2 separate regions of the Mus musculus genome follow, and region 1 is linked to region 2. The links are chromatin contacts, called in public promoter capture Hi-C maps. All regions are on one chromosome and are shown on one strand. The core of a region is the stretch at or near the end of the contact, and the rest is flanking DNA. Distances in the headings are between cores, read along the strand shown.

What was found. Promoter capture Hi-C pulls out the DNA fragments that hold promoters and counts their contacts.
Region 1: a contact with region 2 is called in a promoter capture Hi-C map of trophoblast stem cells, with 6 times the contacts expected there. The contact joins two enhancer-like sites. A contact is called at or near these places in 15 of 39 promoter capture datasets (the C10 cell line, the HPC-7 cell line, cranial neural crest and 9 more), 3 of 15 datasets of contacts at CTCF or cohesin (large pre-B cells, pro-B cells and stem cell-derived epiblast-like cells), 24 of 484 Hi-C or Micro-C datasets (B cells, CD4 T cells, CD8 T cells and 15 more), 4 of 115 datasets of contacts at active chromatin or transcription factors (embryonic basal ganglia, embryonic stem cells, large pre-B cells and 1 more) and 1 of 9 other capture datasets (adipose tissue).

Annotation. Positions count from the first base shown.
Region 1 is chr11:98,079,030-98,083,170 of GRCm38.p6, reverse strand. It overlaps Fbxl20 (F-box and leucine-rich repeat protein 20), which reads left to right. Exons shown (of 15, transcript NM_028149.1): 15 at 1-617. Among named protein-coding and RNA genes, the nearest start is that of Stac2, 28 kb to the right of the region's middle. Within about 2 kb of position 2,495, at least 4 of the 459 cell types and tissues checked have an H3K27ac peak or open chromatin away from gene starts, as enhancers often do. A contact at or near this core is called in trophoblast stem cells, where this site is marked.
Region 2 is chr11:97,934,183-97,938,326 of GRCm38.p6, reverse strand. The region is part of intron 9 of Plxdc1 (plexin domain containing 1); the gene reads left to right. Among named protein-coding and RNA genes, the nearest start is that of Plxdc1, 50 kb to the left of the region's middle. Within about 2 kb of position 2,231, at least 43 of the 459 cell types and tissues checked have an H3K27ac peak or open chromatin away from gene starts, as enhancers often do. A contact at or near this core is called in trophoblast stem cells, where this site is marked.

The sequences.
Region 1 (4,141 bases), core at 1,246-3,745, 140 kb before region 2:
TCCTGGTGTTCAGCTTAGCCTTGCCCACCTTCCAGTGACCCTGAGGGCACAGACCTGAGTATCCCATGTGGCCTGTGCAGAGCTCAGAGCACTGTGAGGACCACCCCCTTCCGGTCAGGCCGCTCAGGGACAGATGGATGGGTACCTGGTGCTGTCTGCAGAACTCAGTCTCCAGTCCTGCACCCCCACTCCGCTGACTCCCTGAGGGGTAGCAGGGCAGTCACGGTGTGATCCCTGTGCCTAGCTGCTGGGCCTGACCTGGACTTCGCTGTATGGGGGCTGCTGCTTGCTTGTTTTCTCACCAGGCCTGTGCCAACACTTGGCCACTCCCCAGGCCCTGAACTGTTCCCCAGTGGGGACTTCACGCCACCTTTCACTAGCTAAGTGACTGTATGTACACCTCGTACTTCCAGCATCTGAGGATGTGGGGGTGAGGATTGTTTTCAATAAATAAAATCCAAGGAGGCAGTAGACGATTCTTTTTGCTTTAAAAATCTTTGGACTAAAGATATGTTTTTATATATATAAATATATAAAGTAAATTGTTATGTAACTATTATTGTTCCTGTATGTTCTAATTTTGTTTTATGATGTAATTAAAGGAAATCAGCTGTGAAGACTTTTCATTTCCCTGTGGAAACAGCCTGATGAGCTATGATTCCTAAATATGGGTCTTAGAACTGCAAAGGCTCTTGGGACTGAAGGGACTTTTGGGGTGACATCGATGCTTTTTAAATATTGTTTACTCTCTTCACTTAAATATCATCAGTTCACTTAATAACCTTAGTCAATACTCTGCTAATAACTATTACTTGATATCTCATCTCCGGGAGACGTCAAGAAACAAAGGGCCTAGCATAAATCCGAGCTGCCTTAACAAGGCTCACCCAGGGGCTGGAGAGAGACCTCATCGATGAGTTAAGAGCACTTGGACCCTTGCAAAGGACCAGGGATCCATTCCCAGCACCCACATGGTGGCTGACAACTGCCTGTAACTCCATTCCCAGGGGATCTGATGTCCTCTTCTGACCTCTGTGGCCGCCGTGCACACACCTTGTTATGGATGGGTTGTGAACCACATTTGGTTGCTAGAAACTAAGGTTCTGCAAAAACAGCGAGTGCTCATGACCCCCGAGCCATCTCTCCTGCTCCACCTACCCGCCCCAAGCTCCTGGACACAGCCTCACCTCGTAGTATTAGCGGTAGGTCTGCCTGTGTCCAATCTGCTTGTGTCTGGCTGAGTTCTGTCCCAGCACTGCTCCCTGCAGAATCCCTCAACCTGAGTCCCTAGCTTCCCTTTCCCTTGGCAAAGAAGGGTGAATTCAGGTGGAGCAAGTGCAGAGAGATGCATACAAATGCAGGAGGCAGAACGTCCAGGCTCAGACCAGTAGCATACACGACCCTTGTGGCTTCAGATAGCTGGCTCCACTCGCAGTATCTAATCCAGGTATGGGAATAGTAACGGCTCACAGCAAACACCACTGTGTTCCTTGCTTTTCTTGGCTTCATTCTGACGAAGATCCCAATATCCAGCCTGTAGTAAAGGTCTAAGGGACACACACAAGTTATTTATAGCAGGTTCTTGTCACTTTGGTAGAGATGCATTAAGAGTCAAACTTGCTCATGGCTTCAGGCACAGTGATGCATTCCTCTAATCCTAACACTTAGAAGGTGAGGTGCTTGGGATCCTGAGGCTACACAGAAAAACCCTGTCTCAAAAAAGTCGGGAGGGGGGGTGGGCGCTGGTGAGATGGCTTAGCGGTTAAGAGCGCTGCTGACGACGGTCCTGAGTTCAAGTCCCAGAAATCATGGTGGCTCACAACCATCCGTAATGAGATCCGATGTCCTCTTCTGGTATGACTGAAGAAACATACAGTATACTTACGTATAATAAATCTTTTTTAAAAAGTCAAGATTTCGGGGGCCGCTAGAGGGGTCACTCCACAGCTAAGAGCGCTTGCTGCTCTTACAGAGGATCTGGGTTCAGTTCCCAGCACCCACATCAAGTGGCTCAAACCACCTGTGGCTTTAGTTCCAGCAGATCTCTTGGCTCCTCACGGCCTCTGCTGATGATATGTGCTCACACAGGATAGGCAAATTTAGTCTTTAAAAAGCAGAACAGGTTCAAGGTCATCTTTGGCTATGTGACAAATTTGAGGTGAACCTGGGCAACATGACACCCTGTTTCAGACCAAAAATGGGGAACACGGAAAAAGGCAAATGAATTGTACCTGATTCAGTAGACAACCCCATTTTGAAAAAATGTTACCCTACAGTCTCAAGAAAAAAACCCTTGAGGCCTATGAAATCCTAAATCCCAGTTGACATCCCCACCCCACCCCACCCACCCCCACACAGAGACTTTCAAAGGCAATTTCTTGTTATGTATCCCAGGCGAGTCTCAGAAATGAAATCTTTATGACTCAGTCTGCTGACTGCCGGAATTACAGGTGTGTGACATCTATTCTTTATGCTGCATTAAATTGCAGATGAGGTCTGAATTAGTCATCTGTGGGCCATACAGCCCCTGGGAGGCAGCAGAGGTGTCTGCCTGGCTTATCCGATAACTCCGTCAATGTTAACTTTCTGAAGGAGACAGTGCCCCGGTTTTTAAGTAGGCAAGCTTCTCTTCTGTCAATCCAGCCTGGGCTTGCTCGTCTTCCAACCCATTTTCTCTAGCCAGAGCCCATTAGATGTAAGATTCAACAAGGGAGTCTGAGCAAAGAAACTGTCATAAGGAAACCCATTATTTTGAGCGCTAAAACAATGTTTTGGCAGATGATTGGTGAGATTTCTGAGGGGATGAAGGTGCCTGCTGCCAGTCCTGCCAACCTGAGTCCCATGGTAGGAGACAACCAACTCATACAGGTTTATCCTCTGACCTCCATACATGCCAGCATGGGTGCACCCAACCCACTAGTGTGTAGCTCAGTGGTAGAGCATCTCCAAGGCTGTGTTCAGTCTACAGAACTGCAAAGAAAAAACTCATAGGAGGATATATGTATGGCCTTAATATGGGGAAAGATTGCTCAAGGCTTGAAAACATTTTGAAAGACCCCTGAAGAGAGCAGACCCTCACTCAAGTCTCGGGATGACGTGACCCCCTAAGAACTCACGAGAGACCGACCTTGCTGCAATTGTACAAGGTTTATTGTCAGGAACCAGTGCGCTGGGTCGACTCGTATCGAACGCAGGGGTAGAGAAGTTCGACCCCGAGTAGCTGGGAAAGGGGGTATTTAAAGGAAAAAACCACAACCCAAGTGGGTAGGTAGGGCATTATTGGAAAATGCTGAAAATACCAGTGAAAAGTGACAAGGGGGTACTAAAAATCACAAGGGGAAACTCCCTGCTTCTCAGGATTGTTCTCAGGATTTTAATCTAACTTTTGTGGTCGGCCGGTTCCTGGAACAGGGTCACTGAACGGGCTAACCTACATTCTTGGTTCTCGGGGGTCTGAATTTTTCCTGGTCTTTCAATTTAACAACTTCGGTTTCATTAAAGGCAGGTGTTGATGGTATGTCATTGGTTACATGTGCAGAGCCTGGGTCTGATGCCTAGGCCTGTCTTTTGTCTCAGCACTGGGGAACAGCTATGTGAGTCCCCAGATCTCTAGAGCTAGCTTTAAGTTGACCCAAGAGATCTGAATGTTGAGTTGTAGCCGTCTTTGCTACTTTGTGGGTTCTTTTTCCCATCCTTTATACCCCCAGTTTCAACTTCTATCACTAGAGAGAAGGATAGAGAGGAAAAAGAGAGATCTCTGAATCTAATATTTGTTTCCTCTTTGCTTATAACTAGTCTTTGCTCGTTTGTAGGTTCTCCCCCTCCCCCACCATTTCACCCCCATCACTACATAGGAGGAAAAGGATAGATGGGTGGGAGGAGAGATCTGAATCTAATTTCTTCTTTTTTCTTTGAGCACTACTAACAGTTCAACCTACTCCCTCCCAACAGCCACCAACCCCACCTTATCGGGGTTCTAGCACTTACAAATCCTCTGAAAAATTCCCAGGATGTCAAATATCACACCATTGCAGAAATGATCTACACCTGGCAAAACTACACCTCTGCCAGGAGCAAATCATAGCCAGCTGCCGTGAAGCTGTGCCACCTCCCCACACCTGGGATTAAACCAAGAGCATAG
Region 2 (4,144 bases), core at 982-3,481:
ATCAAGGTTGGTGTTAGCAGAGTAAGACCTGGGGTGGCCAGGCTTCTGGAGTTCCCAGAGGATATAGATCTTTCTTGCTCCTGGAAAGCTAACTCATTCTGAGCCAGGACTTCAGGAAGAGTCGGTCAGAGCTGTGGTCAGACCAGAGTCACTGGCCTCTTCAGTCGAGATTTACAGAGAGATCCCAGGCCTGCATCTTAACATGGTAACCTATTTATAAGCAACTGACAGGCCATATCACAAAAAGCCCATCATTGCTGGGTGAGCTCCCAAAAGTAGCCCAAGATCTTTTCTGGGCTGGACCAGGGTTTCCTGAAAACCAGGGGCATGGGCACTACAGGTATCCATGGTTACCCAGGCAGCTACAAAGCTTTGTTTGCTTGCTTTTGGAGGCTCCGGATATTCTGGATGAGATTCAGTTTTGTGGTTAAAGTTCTTAAACCCAACTTATCCTTGTTCTGAAATCATCTCCTTATAGATTAGACTCACAATTAAACCTCTGTTCTTCTAGCCAAGATAAATAAATGGTGGGAAAGTCTCTTTTGAGGATGATGGCTCTCCTGAGAGTGTGAAGCCCCACGAATTCCAAGAGCCTTTAAGGCCATCCTGAAAATGTCAGAACTGCAGGCTCCAGGTCTCTGTGCAGCTGTTGCACAGCTGTCAGCATCTCAACTGCTTCCTTCCAACATCCCAGAGCAGAAATAGAAGCTCTTGATCCTACAGCCTGCTGGCCTGGCACACTGGAGGCAAACCACCCATCAGGGAGCAGTGGGCATGGGATGCACAGGGGCTCAGCCTCCCTACTGTTCTTCCTTCCAGCTGTGCCCAGGATCTTTTTCTTGGGACCTCAGTTCCTTTACCCCATGAAAAGGCCAGCATTTGTGACTCGGGGAGGTGTGGGTGTGGCAGACACTGTTATGGCAGCTTCTGCAGTGCCAGGTAGCATTTTACCAAACACAACCAGGGCCCCTAAGAGGAAAGGCACAGAGCCCCAGAAGAAGTAGCTGGCCTAGCCCCTTAGCTGTCTTCCAGTTACTGCCTGTAGAGTGTGAGAACCACCTGCAAGGCTTGGTAAAAAGGCCAGCTGGGCTGGGTGTGGTGGTGTAGGCTTTTAATCCTAGCATGTAGGAGACAGAGGTAGGCCGATAGCTATGATATTTAAAGTCATCCTGATTTACATTGTGAGTTCCGGGACAGCCAAGGCTTCGTAGTGAGACCCTGTCTCAAAGAAACAAAACAAAGCAAGCCAGGTCAGGGCTGGAGAGGTGAGTCAGCTGTTACTAACACTGGCTGCTCTTTCAGAGGGACACTGTTCAAATCTCAGCCCTCATAGTAGCTAACCAGCTGCAATTCCAGCTCCAAGGATCTATCGCCCTCTTCTGACCTCTGCAGGCACTGCATGCTCATGGTACACAGATAATACATGCAGGCAAAACACCCAGATATGTTAAAAAAAATTTTTTTTAAGATAAATCTTAAAAAACAAAACAAAACAAAACAAAAAAACATCTGGTCTTAGTGGCACATGCCTATAATTCCAGCACTTGAGAGGAAGGTCATCTTTAGTTGTGTAGTGACTCTGAGACCAGCAGACAACAAAATGTGATCCTGAGAGACAAAGATCCCAAAAGCATCATTTTGGAGTGCTTCATCTCATACATTTTTCTTTCTTTCTTCATCTCATACATTTTCTTCCTTCCCTCTTTCCTTCCTTTCTTTACTTTCTCTTTCTCTCTATTTCTTCCTTTTTAAGATTTTATTTATTTTATGTATATGAGTACACTGTTGCTGTCTTCAGACACATCAGAAAAAAAGGCATCGGACCCCATTACATATGGTTGTGAGCCACCAAGTCACAACTGGGAATTGAACTCAGGACCTCTAGAAGAGCAGTCAGTGCTCTTAACCACTGAGCCATCTCTCCAGCCCCATTTTTTTTTAAAAAAGGTTTATTTATATTTTATATGTAGAGTTTATGTGTACTTTCATGCAGTGCCTAAGGAAGCCAGGGGATGTCGTTGGATCACTTGTAACTAGAGTGACAGGTGGTTGTGAGCTACCATGTGGGTACTGGGAATTGAACCCATATCCTTTGCAAGATCAGCCAGTACCCCTATCTCATGCATTTTTAAAGCTGAGGCATGTTTTCTGAGCCTTAGGGTGATGCCTGAGGTGACCTCACATGGTCCCTGGGATCCTGGGGCTCCTGCCAGGTATGACTCAGCATCCAACCCATGCTGAGTCATAGGGAAAAAAAATTAAAGACGGCTCCTGCAGACAAAGCAGTCTCTCCCTTCACCACCAACCCCAGTTAGTGGCCACACCCAACTTAGAGACAAGGCAGTGTAATGAGACCCGGAGTTCCCTGGTGTAAAGATGCTGGCCAGGTGGGGGAGTTTGGGGGCTCTGCTGGTGGGTTGTACCTCTGTTAAAGCAGAGATGCTCTATCAGAGGGTACAAGGGAGCAGAAACTACTCATTTCAGGCCGACACCCACAGCACCGTGGGCTCACTCCAGCCCCTGCTTCCCCCAGCCAGCTCTCTAAGAGCCTCAGCTCCAAATGAGAGTTAATCCTAGGTTCCTGAAAAGCCAGAGGCATACCTGTGAGTCTCTTCTCCCTCTCTTCCATTCCCCCACTCAGGGCCTCCCTTCCCTGCTGTGAGAAGAACAATCTCACTGACCATGCAGGTACCTTGTTTGTATTCTACAATTGTCCCGTTGATTCACAGAGGAGTCCAAGGGTGGCTTCAGCCCTGCAGTTGCTTAGTACTTCTCACCTCACCGTAACATCATGAGGGTCCCTGGGAATGGGTCTGGTGCGGTGGCTGACATTCAAGAGGCACTCAGTAAGGCCCGTTCTCACTCCCTTCTCTGAGACAGTGTTGGCTAGCTCGAGGCTTAACATGTGGTGCGGTTGAACCCAAACTGAAAACTTGGGGTTGTGGTGGGTTTTGGTTTTTTGGTTTTTGATTTGTTTATGCATATGAATGTTTTGCCTGAATGTAAGTCTGTGCACCGTGTACATGCCTGGAACCCTTGGAGGCCAGAAGAGGACACTGGATCCCCTGGAACTGGAGTTACAGAAAGTTGTGATTTTCCATGTAGTTGCTGGGGACAGAACCTTGGTCAACTTGCTGTATACACCAGGAGGGCCTTGAACTGATTCTTGGCCATACACTGCTGCAACCGCTATGGAGACTCAGACTATTCTGTTTGTTTGTTTTTCAAGACAGGGTTTCTCTGTGTAGCCTTGGCTGTCCTGGAACTCACTCTGTAGCCCAGGCTGGCCTCAAACTCAGATCCACCTTCCTCTGTCTCCAGAGCGCTGGAATTAAAGGCGTGCGCCACCACTGCCAGACCCAACCCAGTCTTAGAGGAATCCGCCAACATCACCAAAGAAGCCTGAGTTCCAGTCTCCAAAGTCCTCTTTGTCCTCCATCCCCTAAATAGTGGGCTAGGATATCATGAAAGCAGGAGTGACTGACCCAGCTCAGCCCCTGTGGATGGCCTCGGGAAGCATTGCTTTGCCTTGCTGGAGTGTGGGCACATGGCAGATGCTGTGACTGAGTTAGCTTGCTGAGCATGCTCTCTCTGTGCTAGTGGCTTAGGATCTTACTCTTGGGTTGCAGATATGCCTGGGTTGTGTAGGGCTTAGTAGCTTCCTTTGGCACTAAGAAGGAAGAATGGAAACTTAAGCGGGATGATGCAAAGAACATCCTCTGTTTCGTGCTTGCACGCCACCCTCTCCCTAGGAAAGCCCTTGACATCTTCTGTCTGAACTGCAGCATCCTCTCCAGGGAGCCTCCTCAGTCTCGGTACCATCCTTGTTGCTGCCTCCTTGTGATTACATAGGGAGAGCTGGCTACATCAGCTGATGCCACCCTCCACCCAACCTCTGCTGCCAGGGGGGAGTCTCCTCAATAGTGGTGGGAAGCCCTTGAATGAGCAAGACTTTCTCCAAAAAAAAGCATAATCACAGACATCCCAGCCCTGCCCTAGGACAGAGTTGAGGGGACCCCGAGAGGTCCCAGGGTCCTATACGCACACAAACATGCTGGGCAGAGAAAGCCTTGATCAGAAGGAAGAACTAGAGGGCATGAGGGTCTGACTGCCAATCCCATAATCTCTCCTTCCCAGGGCACCT